Regions from separate parts of the Mus musculus genome. Here region 2 is linked to region 1. The links are chromatin contacts, called in public HiChIP or PLAC-seq maps. All regions are on one chromosome and are shown on one strand. The core of a region is the stretch at or near the end of the contact, and the rest is flanking DNA. Distances in the headings are between cores, read along the strand shown. Region 1 overlaps Gm38709 (a long non-coding RNA gene). Region 2 overlaps Nfia (nuclear factor I/A).

Region 1 (7,604 bases), core at 2,449-4,948:
GAGGCCTTAGTGTGACCAGCACATTTGCAACGGCTGCTTTGCTGCAAGCCCGAGTAAGACTTGAAAAGTTCAAGTTTTTCATGTGCTTGGTATGTGCATTAACTGTATAGTGAAAAAGGGAGTAGATTTTGATAGAAGCTAAGAGGTGGTGTGTGCTTCTGATTTTAATAATATTCCTATTCATTTGCTAGTCATCCTAGGGTATCTACTATTGACAATTTATCAAAGGCATTTTTACCTTGTTATGAGACAGCCACCATAAACATTTATTTCTCTTATGTATGTGGGTGTTTTGCCTGCATTTGTAGCTGAGCACCATGTGGGCTTCTGGTGCCTAATAGAAGCCAGAAGAGAGTATTGGATCCCTTGGGACTGGAGTTAGAGATGGTCATGAAGCACCATGTGGATACTAGGAATCAAACCCAGGTCCTCTGGAAGACCAGCTAGTACTCTGAACTGCTGAGCCATCTCTCCTGTCCTAGAAACAAAATGTTCTTAGCTGACCCACTGTGGAATCATTTCTACTGGTCCTGACCACTACCAAAATTTACATTCACTATTATTATTATTTTTTTTTTTACAGCAGACAACTATCAAATAAACTCAAGTTTGGAAATGTTTACTGAATGTCCTTGATATGCCAAATGTTACATTAGGGTTTGGGGATTCAGACAGGAATGAAGGCGTGACCTTCATTCGTACAGTAAACAATTTGAGGCAGGTGGTGTTGGGTTATGTTATCAACCACAAGGCTACTAGCAGAGTAACCCTCTCTAGATCATGAACACATATAAATAACATTGCTCCAAATTGTTAGTTACATGCCTCCCCCACTCTTTCTTCATTTCTAATACTTTATTAGTGATACTCTGTTGAAACTCTTACTGAACAATATAGAAAATGTAATGTGTATGTTGTAGAGTATGTTATAATTTTCCTAGCATTCTAAAATGTTTAGCTTCTCAGTAATCAAAGCATATTGTAATATCAAGTGTCATTTAGACTATTGCCTGGGGCTTTTGCAGTTTTTGTAGCTTGTCCAGAATAAAGTTTTTCTTAGTAGATAACATTTACAGAGGTACCTATTGATTCCTAAGCTAGGTGTTTTTAATTGGAGAAGTATTGAAGAGTTTATGAAATTCATTCTCCTTTTCCTTATTTTTTTTTCTTTCAAAGCCAACCAGGACCTATAGTTTTACAGTTGCCTTTATTGATTTGATGTTGTTATGAGAGCATTCTAGTCATTTCAATGTGCTCAAAACTTTTCTTTGATAAATGTCCCTCCATAGCCACAGTTCTATAAGTTGCCTCAGTGTATATGGCAAGTTCAATGGTAGTAGCCTCCTTTCTTTCTCACAGTCAAAGTCTGACATAGGAATTGGAACCTATGTTGAAAATTAGAAAACATTTCACTGGTGGTTAGAACAGTCCCCATAAGATAAATTGGAGGACTTTCTGAGCACAATTTTTTTAAATATTACTTTAAAAATAAAAACAACCGAGAAACACTCTAATTTCCAGGCTAGTGTTTATTAACCTCATGAAACTGTGCACTCATTTTCCCTAACCAAAAGCTTTCAAGTAGCAGTGCACTGTGACTCTTGCTAGACTTGTTCCACAGTAAGAAAGGTTGTTGGGTTTTTTTTTTTGGGGGGGGTGTCTTTTTCTCCTTAAAAACTTTTTTAAAGCTAGATTTTCTGGTTAGCTAGGAACTTCATAGTAGTGAATTGTTTCTACACAGTGTAAAAGCCCTAGGTTTGACTTCATTTCAGGGCAGCGTTTACAAACTGAAGGCTTCTCTGGTGCCTGTGCCTTTTCTTCTTGTGTGTTCTTATTCGATTTTGTGTGTATGGAACACAGAGCTGTAAGTTAGAGTCTATACAGCCTGGAGCCTTGGAATCTGGGACTTTCAGAGAAGACATAATAGAGGTGCAGCTGCCCTGGACCACAGGGCTTTCTTTCTTGAGTGTCTAGATGGATTGCTTTCTGTGATCCTAGATGTTAACTTTGTATGTGTCTCCTCTTATGCCAGAATTAAAATGCCCATGTCTCTCCAGATCACAGAAGCATGGGAATTGTGCACTGCCCATCTATCGTAGGCCATGATCCAAACATAACTGTCTGTTTTAAATGTTAGTAAGTAAAATTGATAGTTATTTCTTTTATTATCATTAGACTCATGTGTATTATTTCCACCATGCTGTTTGTTAGAAAGCTCTATTTTGGTTGTAATGAAGAGATTGCTCTACTGGGCATAGCTTTGTAAAATGATTATTAACACTCTTTATATATTCAGACCTCCCCCCAGCACACGTTCCCGTTCCCTTGTGTATTTGACTTGAGTACCAGTTGAATTGTTTCATTTGCCTTCCCAAGTCCCCTTAAACAGAGGTATTAGCTACCGAGAAATCCAACTGACTTTGTCAAGTAAATGAGAGCCATCAGCTTGGCCTCCTCTTTCCCAGGGTCTCCTCTCACTGTGAGGGAAAACAAGATTTCTAAGCCTCTATACCTATGTGTTGGGGCTGCATGTTAAGGTGGGCCTGGAGAGCCAGTGCCAGAGAGAGTGCTGGGTCAGACAGGCTTCCTCAGTGCAAAGCCGCTCATTTGTAGTCTGCATGGCACTTAAACCCTTTCAAACTACAAACAAACTTCAGGAAAATTCCATCAGTCTAAACAGAGACATGTTGCTTAAGTTGTTATTATACAATCCGTGACATTACTTACACATCTACACATCCACACTACAATTATCTTCCCAATTTGACAAATGACATTGCTCCGGAGGTAGCTTCAGGAAAAGTGGCAGAAACCTCCAGTCAGGACATTAAGGGTAACTCTGCAGGACTGGAAACGTTTTTCTCATGCCTGAAAAATCCACGCAGGTTTTGTCCTGAATCTAAAATAGGGAGTCAAAGCTGTCCCCCAAGTGGTTGGGATCCCACTTTTAAAATGTAAATGATCAGGCTGGGGTGACCCTGTGCTTGGCTGTTGAGAACATCGGGGAATAGTAAGTGAAAGCAGTGTTCTAAATGGATGTGCTTAAGAATTCACAGCCCTCAGGACACAGCTAGTAATTAGTTAATTAGCCCTCTCACTCTTGCTCCACTAAGTGCTGTCCCCAGATCTGGTGAGGAGTTTGCCTCAGCGCGCTTCTCCGCATCTAGTGGTTGTTAAGCAGAAGTCAGACGAAGCCTATTCTGGGCACATTTTTATTTCAAAAGCCAGACAGAAGGATCACTCCTAAAGGGGAAAAAATGGCAACTACTTGCCAGAATAAATCGAATGAGGACAAACGCTCCGCACAAGTGCGGAAGCCCGGTTCTCTCCGCGACTGAGCTGCCAAGAAGGCAGCGAGAGGGGAAGAGGGGCACACCTACTCAGCACGGTCTTTTGGTCTGCAAAGGTTTGGCCTTCCCAGGACTCAGAAGGCCTGGTGGCCATTTTCTTTCTCCTTTTATTTCTTTCTTTAAGGGAGTAAAAGAAAATTAAGACGGAAAAAGTAAATCTCCCTTCCAGTACCGACAACTCGGCTCCTCCCCCAAAAGAAAAAAAAAATTAAAGTGCAGGTACTAAACCCAATCCACATGCATCCTGCAAAGCTCCCGCAGTCAACTGGATTCCCTTTGGCGAGCCATGCTGAAGGAGACGCGATCTGGAAAAATCAATCGCAGCTCACGCCCCGCTCCGCCGCCGCAGTGGCCGGGAGTCAGGGCTGCAGGGCGCTCTGCCGCAGTGCACGTCCGCCGCCGCCGTCCAGCTCCAGTGAATAATGGAAGTATGACTTGGAGACAATAAAGCTGATTTATCACACAAAATAACTCACTGCTGCTTCAGTCCAACCCTCCGTTGTGCCACTTTAAATCACAAGTGCGCGCACCCAGATCCATAGGCGCTCACACATGCACAGTACACGTGTGTGTGTGTGTGTGTGTGTGTGTGTGTGTGTGTGTGTGTGTGTGTGTGTGTGCTCTCGCGCGTGCGCGCCAGGATCAAGTGGAAGGATTCAGCTTTGCATATAGGGGAAAAAAATCGAAAGAACCTGTCACTCCAGTCCAGTACCCTCATCGTTTGCAGCGTGGGCAAGTGACGTATAATGCAAGTTGGCGCAAAATAAGGTCCGAACAAAGCTATCATGTGAGGGGATCCAGCGTTAAGGAACAGTCTGTAAAGACTGGCTCTTCTGTAGGCAGAGTAAGACTTCTCTCTCTCTCTCTCTCTCTCTCTCTCTCTCTTCTTTTCTTTTCTTTTTTTTTTAAGCAGAAAGAAGAAAAAAAGAGTATCATTAACTGAGGTCAGACCTAAAATGATGTTTCTCAGTGCAGTTGAGTGTTGAAGAATGCAATGGAAAGTTCCTGGGTGAACATCTGGTGAAGACATTCTAGGAACACATATGAAATGGAGAAAGCAGTAAGACTTTCTTTTACAGATAATCTGGATACAGAAGGAAGAGGAGGAGGAGGAGGAGGAGGAGGAGGAGGAGGAGGAGGAGGAGGAGGAGGAGGAGGAGTTGTTAAAACTTTGTTTTCAAAGTGTGTTTTAGTCTCAGGGGCATGAGCTTTGTGGGCATAAGACTAACCCAGTGAGCTGAAGCAAAGTCCTGGATGCTGTGTAAGTCTGGGTCTGAACAAGTCTCCCCTTTCCAAGGCCTCTCTTTTCTCTTCTGTAAAAATGCAGAAGGGAAATAATCTTTCTTTGCACAGTGACTTCAGGGCTCCATCTAGGTGGTGAGGTTTATTAAAGAGAGAGGACACATTCTTCAGGTGGTCTCTGTGCAGAAAGGATGGTAGTTAAAGTGTCTAGTGGGTCTCAATTCTTAATGTGGAGAACTAGCTCTGAGTGTGTCTAGCACAGAATGAATGTACTTTGAGAATGCTCATGTCCTATGGCTCTCTGTTTTGAGAAAGACTATCTAGATCATCCAAAAGGATTTGTAGAGTGGAAAATTTCAGTTTTGTTTATTAATAATCTATATATAGGATGTACAGAGTTACTTGGATAATTCAGAGTGTGTAGTGTTTTAGTGGGCAGTACTCTTGTGCCAGGTTGGCTGTTTAGATTGGCCAAATTAATGGGATTAATTACACCCTGCCTACTATTTCAGAAAACAACTTCAGGGAGAGCAGGGTTGCATGCAAGGATTGTTGTTGGATGTAGTGAAGGCTACGGCCAAACCCTTTACTAGTGTTGATGTGTGTTAGTTGAGTAATCCCAGGTAGATTACATAGTTTAGTTTTGCCTCAGTTTCCTGCATTTCTGTAGTAGGGATTTATCTGCAACTAATTCATAGAAGCAGTAGCGATATATCATCAACCAATTCACTGAGGTGCTATAATAAAATGAGTTATCTCATGAAAGTGCTTAGCCCACAAGGCAGGGGTAAGAAACAAGTACATGCATGTTGGAGGTTATTAACACACTACTGTATACATAGAACAAGCAATGGTCAGAATGGCTGGATCTTTGCAGGACCCTTGGGTTTCAAATAAGGCACCTAAGCAGTTAATCTATCTTTTTTTATGATGTCAGCATAAGGTGAGGAGCTCGGCAGTCTTTATTATTTTTAAGAGTAGGCCAGAATATTCCTCAAAAACTCAAATACCATATGAGCTGGAGAGTTTCCTACTTCACCAGATCAAGGTAAATATTCAATATTGACTTTATCTATATGTCCAGGAGATGCTCACTGCCCAGATAGGAGGAAGTCGAGGTTTTCTTGGGAGAGACCTTGCTAAAGCTCCAATTCCTGCTTTTCCTATTGTGATGCTTTCTTTCCTGCACCGCTTGTTACAAGCTTAGGCCCAATCTCTGTCACTGAATTATGAAGCCAAAGCAAACCCAAATCCCTGACGTGCTCCTTTGTGCCATTATTGGTTTAAAGGAAAAGAGGAAAGCCTGAATTTCTCTCTCCTTTAAAGGATCCCCAGAGTGCATCCTTGAGCAAGGCTTTGGGAAGGGTCACAGGAACGGAATGCTTCAGGGGCCAATTGTGCTTGTGTTTGCAGTTTGGGATTGCAGGCAAGCTGCTTTTAAGCTTTATAGAGGAAGTGGGGATTAGGTGTTTCCAGAACAAGGTAGGCACTGGCAGGCTTAGGTCACCCTTGTTGGAAAGTAATGCCCCACTTTTTTCTGCCTGTGCACTTCGAAGCCCCAGTGCATTAACTACTTTAGCAGGGACTGTGTGTGACAGCCTAGGTCTGGTAGGCCTAGAACTCCCCAAATGGAATGGATGACCCTAGGACTTCAAAGTTGCAGGAGTTTATGCTCCAGGGTTAAGTTCCCTTTTAGTCAGAAAGGGTCTGGAGAGAAAAAAAAAATGATGCCTTCCAACTTGCTAGCATGAGCCCACAATTCCACTTGGTCAATCTCATTAACAATGTTTCCAAAACAAATGAATAAAACTACAGAGTAGACCGTGCCTGCTTGCCCTGCTTCTGGCCCTTTGGGCCTGTTGTTTGAGCAGCCCAGGACTTCCCATCATTATCACAGAAGCACAACTCTTCCCTTAAAGAAGCTATAAGTTTTAGTAAGGAAATCTAGTATACTTGTACTTTAAGTGTAGGTTTTTGGGAATTCAACGTGAGAAACCCATTTTCCTCATTCCTAAGGACCTGACACCAGACGCTGCTGCCCGGTGAATGGAAATTGCTCAGCTTCAGCCTCAGAGCATCCTTGTGGGGATTTTGTGATGCTGCGGGTTTTCACAGATTCCGAGGAGAACTTCAAGGAGAATTTGAGTATAAATTCAGTTCTGCCTCTCACTCTCATCCTCACCCATCCGGAACACGGGAATGTCCCACTTTAGACCCAGAGAAGAGCTAGCGGCGTCTCCAGGCAAGGAGCTGGAGGCACAGAAGCTAAGGCCAAGGTCATGACCGCCCACTCCGCTTCTGAAGGAGGTGGCAGCTAGGCGCCGCCCTCTGTCTGACCCAGGAGCTGATCTGGACGTTGCCTTGGACCGCTGAGATCTGGAGCAATGCTAGGGGAAGGAGGGAGAGCTACTGCTGACCAGCCCTTGATCCTCTGGAAGCTGAAGCTCACTGAGTGCCTTTTAGGAATTGTCCTGAAAGGAAGATCAACTGTTAAGCACAGCTGCACTTGGAAAGGCGCTCCCTGGCGCTACTTCTTTTCCTGTTAGAGATTTTTGAGAGGCCTGAATCCTAACCTTTCTGTCTCCTCAACTCCAGGAACCCGATCTAATTGTCCACCACCTCAGCAGCCTGTCTTCGGTGGCTTAGGGTGATGGAGCAAGATTATCAGTCTCCTCATAGGGAAAATGTTGCACGAATTTGAAGTATTGCAAGCAGTTAAAAACCAAAACCGAAACAAAGCAGATATCAATCCAAACCAAAGACCAACCAAAATAAAAATAAAAAATGCCCTCTTCAAGGCACACACACACAAAAACTTAAGGAAGCTCACTCTTGCCCCGTCAATTGTGTCCTTGAACCCTTCAGGAAAACACAGCTCTCCCAAGCCTTCTGGAGGACAACTTAATGACACTGCAGTATATCACCAGGTTAAAACGTTTTTCCAGAGGCAAGGTTTCATAGAAACATCTTTGCCACTGAAGATGTAATGTCTGGTTACAGAGAGGGCTGTGT
Region 2 (7,604 bases), core at 3,547-6,046, 220 kb before region 1:
ATTCCCAGGTAGGTCCTTATGGTTCCTTAGCAAAGAGAACGTCGTGACTCGGAACTCCTCTTGTTTTCCATAGTTTCCTCAAGCTAGAATCTCCTTTAAAAAGGAAGGGCTAACCACTGGGATTTTAGATTAACACAGCTGACGCTTAATTTCGGTCTCTGTCTCTCTGTCTCTGTATGTATGTATGTATGTATGTATGTATGTATGTATGTATGTATGTATGTGTTGTGGTGGTGGTGGGAATCAAACTCAGGACATTACATATACTACACATTTGCTCATATAGCCCCTATGCTTTTGTCAAATAAACACAGCACAGAGATAAAATTGAAAGTTGATGCTCTATCGCCACAGTCTATTTCTAGCAGCAAGAAAGCCTGTTTCTTCTAGGTTCAAATCCTGCAAATGGCATCTGTGCCATTGAGGGTACAAGCTGGTCTCATATCAGTTTCTATGGTGTAACCCGAGATTCTTGGAACATTCACAGCAATGATGGCACTTCTGACTTGGAAGCTGGGGGCTCGTGTTCGACAATAGGATTCCACAAATCTTCCAAGCCCTTTGGATCCTGCTTTAGTCTGAGCTGACCCACTAGGTTCCCATTTCCTGGCTCACCCACCTCTTCCTCGTCCTCTTTCTCCTCCTTCTTTTCTTCTCCTCTTCTTCCTCTTCCTCCTCCTCTTTCTCCTCCTTCTTTTTCTTCTCCTCCTCTTTCTCTTCCCCCTCCTCTTTCTCTTCCTTCCTTTTCTTCTCCTCCTCTTTCTCTTCCTCCTCCTCTTTCTCCTCTTCCTTTTTCTTCTCCTCTTCTTCTTTCTCCTCCTCCTCTTTCTTCTCTTCCTCCTCTTTCTCCTCCCCCTTTTTCTCCTCCCCCTCTTTCTCCTCCTCCTCCTCCTCCTCCTCCTCCTCCTCTGTTTCTACCTTTAGTCCTGCACTAGTCTTCCCTCAGACATCAGCCAGCCCCACTCCATCAATGCCTTCAGGATTTTGTTAAAATATCAACTTCTGAGAGAGACATTGATACCTGATTCTTTTGAACAGAAACCCTAGTCACACTGCTGTTCTTTCTTTTGCAATTTTTCTCTACAGAATTGATCACTACTTGCTCTTTTGTATTTGTGATTTAATCTTCTGTATCAAGCAACTAGAATGTATGTTCTATAAAGGGCAGAGTTTAAGAAAATCCTGTAAAGCTAGAAAGCTATGTGCACAAAACAGGTGTTTAAGGAATGTCTGCTCAAAGTTTCTACCACTTAGAAGCCATTTGGACTGTGTAAGGTGTTTAATCTTTCTGGGCCTCAGTTTCTTCATCAATAAAAGAAATGATTATGAGAGATAAAAGCCAGACACAGCTCATTTAGCTATTCAGTTAATAGTATAAAATATAACCATCAGAATAGGGAAAAATAATTTCAATATCATTAAAAACAAATGAAGAGTGAAGATTTGAACCTTTAAAGGCACTGTAGTTTTATATGCCTTGGAAGGAGCAGGAAAGACATACTTCTTTTGACGAACAGGTTGTTAGAACAAGAGATCTTCCCCTATGCTGAAATCATTTTCCCAAAAGGCAGTATTTTGATGAATTAAAAACAAAGAAATTATAAACATATTGCTTAGTTATACTCCCCAAGTAAAATACATATTGAATAGGAAACATATTGGAAAGTTAAGAATGTTGATGCTTTCCCCCACAATCTCGCAATAAAATGTTTGGGAACAGCTAATAAAACTAATATGCAGCTGGGCTTCCCTGCCCTAAACCGACTTGCACTGATTACAAGACGGGTCACAAGGTCTGCAGGCTTTAGTTTTTGATGCATCCATTATAATTGTTACTATGGGGGAAGACTAAACACAAAAACTCAAACATCCTGTCAAGGACTGCCTTACTCAAGGCACACCACATGTTTTCTTTTCTGTCATTAGTCAAAGGGGGTTTCCATACAAACAAGATTCTTAGAAACAACACTTTCACCCGGCATTGCTGCCGATTCCCACTTAGTCCCTGTCCTGGAGCCTCCCAATTGCTCTCTCTGATGAAATAAATCTGACGCTGTACACTGAAATAATAGCTGTAGCTATAAATTAAGCATTTGGAGAACTCAATGCTCTTCATACTACTGTGCCTAACAGTGTCACATAAGAAATAGCTCACCAATTTGTCGACATCATTATTCCATATGGCCTCTGCTACGAGGAAAGTTTTTTCCTAGGGTATTTATTGAGAGCATATGGGACTGGGTGAGGATTCAGGTGCCGGACCGCACTCCTCTGCCTTACGTGATGAGGGCAAATGAATGCCTCTACTCATTGCATAGGTATACTGCAATTGTCAAACACACACTTCCCCACCTTATCATCATTGTTGTCCTTCCTCCTACATCAAAACCATTTTTTAGTTCTAAGCAGCTATAATGCATCCAAGTTATGCCACGTGTGAGAAAAGTCCTTCCTCAGAGGAATGCTAATGAGACTCAAAGGAAAGAAAGGTCCCCAGGTCAACAGTGGCTGAGAGCCAGCTTCCCAAGCACATGTTAGTACCTTTGGAAAGACCTGGTGAGGATAATGTCTAGGCTTCTGCTCTCCTTCAAGACCCCAAAGCTCAGCTGAGCATCGTTACACATGCCTCTATCTCTGTGAGTTTGAGGTCAGCCAGGTCTACAGGGTAAGTTCCAGAACAGCCAGAGTTACATGGGGAGACCCTGTCTCAAAACAACAACATCAACAACAACAACAAACCAACCAACTAACCAAAAGCTGCCTGCAGATGAAGCTCTGATGTCACTTATTTGGGGGTGGGGGATTAAAACAGTATCCCCCCCCCCACTCTCGAAAGGCTCTGCCTTCTAAATCTCATCTTCTTGTGGACAGTAGGCATCCTCCTCTGATGGAGGGGTCCTCAAGCAACTTGAAGATTCCAGAGGGAATTCTGTAACAGGCTTCAAGCAGTCATGGGACACAGGCCTGTCCGGCCCTGGTAAGAGTCTTTAAGTCTTTACGGAGCACTTGTTGCGAGCAGATGAGGCCAGCACGGATTCAGTTCCTAGGAAGTAGCCCTTCTTAAAGAAGCAGGTGCTGACTTTAAGATCTAGCTCTAAGAAATATTTAGAATCTCTGAAGACTATGGCACCCCCCCAATGAGGCCCATATACCTTTGCTAATTTTATAAGTTACTTGATGGATTAGAAGCAAGATATTTTTGTGATTTGCCCAGGATCACGGGTAGTGAGTTGATCTCATTTGTTTCTGAGTGCCCAGTTTGTAGGCCTCAAGAGAAGCACCCTCACCCAGACTCCTGCATCTACCGCAGAAGCATGGACTGCTCCTATAGCCCTCAGTGTCTTTGTGCCAGAGTCCCATGAGAAATTCGTACTGGAATGGAGTGCCAGCGAAAGCTTCCGTCCCTGATGTACTGGTGTTTATTTTCTCACGGGTAATAGAAGCACATAATTAATCATGTATGTTTCTCTTTTTCCTTTGGCTGCCAGGAAATTCAGAACCAAACGTATAGCTTAATGTAATTAATCATGTACTACATAGCAGAGGTTTTTGTTCCAGCGCCTTCTCTGATTTTACTCATCTACTTAAATTAGTTTGTCAATTTTTGTTTTACCTCGTTTCCCATTTTACTCTACATAGATTTGTGAGCCACTGATCTTTGCAAAAGTGAAGATTGGAGCATATACATATATTTAGAATATGCAAGATATATGTATATACATATATATTGTATGTGTTCTATCTTCTGTGTGTATGTAAGATTGATTAGAAAAGCTATTTTAGTAATACACCTTCATGAGAAAGCACTGGATTGCTCATTATACAAAATAGTCTTAATGGATTCAATGACTCTCTGACAGTATACATTCAGAAATGGTCAAGTTTTAAGGCATTTTCTATTATTCTTATTAATCAATGAGTACTTTTGGAATCTAATTTGTAAATGGCCATGTTCTTAAAACTTTCAGACTTGTGTCAATTTTAAAAAATTACATACGGTTAATTCTTACACATAAGTGATGTAGTATGTTTAAATATCAACTTGTTATCCTCAGAAGAACACAAAATTACAATATAAATCTTATCTATTTTAAGTAGCATGTTTGAATATTAACTTGTTATACTCAGGGGAAACCAAAAGTACAACATAAATTGTATATATTATGGCTATTGTCCACAGTATATAAAATATGGTCTTAAGGATGAATTGTATCTCATCAGTAAGTGGGTTCACAACTGTGGAAATAAAGGTAGGTAGGTAGGTGTGTGCATGTGTGTATGTGCCCACATGCACGTGTGTGTGTGTTGCTGGAGACTGAGCCCAAGACCAAAAACATTTAAGTAAGCACTCTTCCACTGAGCTATATCCGCAGCCTCCCTGCAATGTATGAACTCCTATTCTTAATTCATTTGCTTTTTGCTTCTTCAGACCAGAGGGTTTTGCAGCCTCAGAGACCTGATGTGTACTCTGCTCAGTTTGGAGCTACATGGGAATCCTAAAATGTTTGAAAGCTTTGATCTTAAAAGGACGAGACTCAATATTTTCTTTAAGAGCACTCTTCCTATGAGGCAATACTTAAAGTCTAAGGGGTAAGAGAGATTCTTCGGGGAGGCTCTCGACTTTCTGAGTCCAATAGAACTGCACCATTCTCATAATCCAGGAAGCACAAATGAAGACATTAACCAGCTTACGTTCCAAACTAAGAGGAGGTTAAAAACACAGCTCATAAGAACAGCATGTGTATCTACCGTTCTGCCACCTAAACTTTGAGTCGCTGTACAAACAAGTCTATCTTGAGGAAACAGGCTGAGTAATTTTCCATTTGGACTGTCTGAGATTTCACCAGGCACTTCAGACTTGCATAAGCCTGTGTTGCCAGATATTTTCCTTAAATTCATTATCTACAGTTTTCTCCATTAAGATTTCCCATGAACAAGAATGCTTTTCTGAAAGGCTGGACTTTAAGTGAAAGCTTTTCTTTTAGAGGCACCGAGATTAAATTAAGTAAAAAATTTAAAGAGGTAGTGACTTTTTTTTTTTTGGCAAACATTGGTTAACATTCTTGTCTCATATTTGAAGATAGACTAAGTTTTCAGACATGTGAGTCTTCACAAACATCAAAAGAAAGTTCAAAAGATGGGAAAGGGAGGTAAAAATATGAACCAGTGTGAAGATCAAGACCACTGTCACTGTCACTACAGTGACTTGAGGAAACATTAGACTCTTTAGTTTTTATAGCATCAACAATTGAGAGAGGCTTTAGCAGCTACACTAAGTCAAAAAGAACCACTGCCTGTGAGCTTCTACAAGCTTACTGGCTGCCATGGAGCAAATGCTAAGCAGTGCAGAGTGCTCTGCCATCCTAACAACAGGATGGATAATTACGTCACTTTATTATTACATTTAGTTATACATGTGTCCAGGAGAGCACAGGGGTGCATGGTATGGTGCACTTGTGGAGGTCAGAGGACAACTTTGGCAAACTGGTTCTCTCCTTCCATCTGGTAGGCTCCAGGGATTAAAAATTATCTTCGAGAGATGGCAAAAAGAACCTTCAAGTCAATAATTAAAATTAATTTATTTCAGATGGTACTTAGGTATCAAAATATGTCCATTTGCATGTATGTACATGTATATGCGCATGGTATATGTATGCACACAGGCTCACATGCATGACTGTTCACCTTATTTTTGGAGACACATGCTCTCACCATTCCTGGAGCTCACTAATTTGGTTAGAGCAGCTGTTCAGTAGCTTCCAGAGACTAGAGCGCTGGAGCTACAGTCATGCATCATTAAACCTGTCCTTTAGGTGGGAGCTTGGGGTGCAACCTGAGTTCCCCATGCTTAAGTATGGAATAAGGCATCTCCAAAGCCCCAGCTGTTTCTTCTTCTCTTTTTTTGTAATTATTTATTGTTTTTAAGCACTAGCTATATGCTGGAAACTTTTTTTGGTGTTATTAAATTTAGAATGCTTGACAGCTATGTGATTGGCACCGTTTTTCTGTCTACAACTATGGAAGAGTCACCATGGATTAGAAAAGACAATTTGCTTCCCCAGTATCATAGCTAGATGTGGCTGACCCAGGCATGAAGGCCAGGTTTCAGACTCCTGATCTAAGGCCCTTTCTACCAATGTTGTGACTGAATGACAAGAAGAGGCTATAACTGGGGCACAAATGGGTTCGAGTCCATCCACCTGAGACTAGCTGTGCTGCAAGCAGACACTCAGGAGACAAGACAAAAACATGAGCCCTGTCCTATGGCCGCCATGCCTTCTTAGACTGGGCTTGGTCTCCTCTGCACAACTCATTATCATGAACTTCCAGACCTCAGTGGTGCTATTTTATTAATGTGAAACATGATTCTTTCTCTTGGCTCCTCCACCTCCTTCTAGGTCACTGAACTCTCACTTTTCTGTATCTGAAGTCTGAGCTGAAGCACTTTACCTTCTGCATCCTCAGAGCATCTTGTCTGTCTCCCCTGAATTAGTGTATTTCCCCTGCATTATTATTAGGTCTATATCTGCCCACTGCCTGTGGGGAAAGGATGGCTCTTAAAGACTCAATCTACATCCAAAACAGCTCAGTGGCACCCACGTATGTGTCTTTAATAAAAGATTTATGTAGAGTTAAAAGAAGAAACCCAGGTACTACTACTGCAGCATTTATATCCAAGAAAGGGCTGTTCCCAAAGGAGCTCATGAGCTCTGTGATCAGTCTTCTTTGTGAAAGGATTTTCCAGTCAGCCTATCTCCATTCCATGTAGGTAATGGAGCTATTTTTCTGTTTAGGAACCAGTGGTTTAAGTAATGTAAGCTATGGATCAGTGGTTTGCAATGATGGGGCTGATCGAAAAGCGATCACACTCAGCACTGCTAAGGTTAATGGCATTGCCTCTTATAGAGGAAATATAAAAGTGGAAGACAGGGAAGAGACCAATAAAAACATTTACACACATCTTTAATGGTATGCAGAGTAGAACCCACTTAAATGAATACCAACTAATGAAAACATCTTGAAAAGAGAGTGATTTTTAGAGAAACCTTTTATCTATGGGCTTTATATTTATAGAGCAAGCCTTTTAAATGAATATGGGGTAAAAAAAGAATTAAATTGATAATTGTTGTGATTCATTGTGGTTCACAGAGCTTTCATCAGGCCAGTGAAATAAATGAGCCATTTAACCAAGGAAGGCTGCTCTACCAACTTGCGTCATCGTGTAAGATGGCTAGGGAGTGTCCACAGAAGAAATCATAGAGCAAGAACACTGCCTTTCAAATGGCTTGGCATAGCTACTCTTGTGAGCCTTTATGCGAGCACACTTGAAGACATTTATGAGAAGGTGAGGTGAAAGAACTTGGTACAATCAGCAAAACGTATGAAAAGGAAAATATGCTCTATCTATCTATCTATCTATCTATCTATCTATCTATCTATCATCTATAATTACTACTCAAACCTTTTTTTAATCTGAGAAATAACTTGTCAGAGATCTAAATTCTATACTTGGTAGACTCTTCACTCTAGCATATTAAGAAGGCAGATACTGATGCCTCCTTTTAGTGTCAGCAAATACAGGTAAGATTTGCTGGGAGTAACTA

The links. HiChIP or PLAC-seq counts read pairs in DNA pulled down with a chosen protein or histone mark.
Region 2: a contact with region 1 is called in an HNF4G HiChIP or PLAC-seq map of pancreatic cancer cells. The contact joins two enhancer-like sites. A contact is called at or near these places in 2 of 15 datasets of contacts at CTCF or cohesin (large pre-B cells and pro-B cells), 3 of 484 Hi-C or Micro-C datasets (embryonic fibroblasts, muscle stem cells and olfactory sensory neurons), 11 of 115 datasets of contacts at active chromatin or transcription factors (bone marrow-derived macrophages, embryonic midbrain, heart atrium and 7 more) and 1 of 9 other capture datasets (embryonic stem cells).

Annotation. Positions count from the first base shown.
Region 1 is chr4:97,753,810-97,761,413 of GRCm38.p6, reverse strand. Gm38709 (a long non-coding RNA gene) reads left to right here. Exons shown (of 5, transcript XR_003955232.1): 4 at 1-5,640; 5 at 6,609-7,604. It also overlaps a transcript of Nfia not described here. Among named protein-coding and RNA genes, the nearest start is that of Gm38709, 20 kb to the left of the region's middle. Within about 2 kb of position 3,698, at least 230 of the 459 cell types and tissues checked have an H3K27ac peak or open chromatin away from gene starts, as enhancers often do. A contact at or near this core is called in embryonic fibroblasts, heart atrium, muscle stem cells and 1 more, where this site is marked.
Region 2 is chr4:97,971,438-97,979,041 of GRCm38.p6, reverse strand. All of the region lies in intron 3 of Nfia (nuclear factor I/A), which reads right to left. Among named protein-coding and RNA genes, the nearest start is that of Gm40208, 37 kb to the right of the region's middle. Within about 2 kb of position 4,796, at least 26 of the 459 cell types and tissues checked have an H3K27ac peak or open chromatin away from gene starts, as enhancers often do. A contact at or near this core is called in embryonic fibroblasts, heart atrium, muscle stem cells and 1 more, where this site is marked.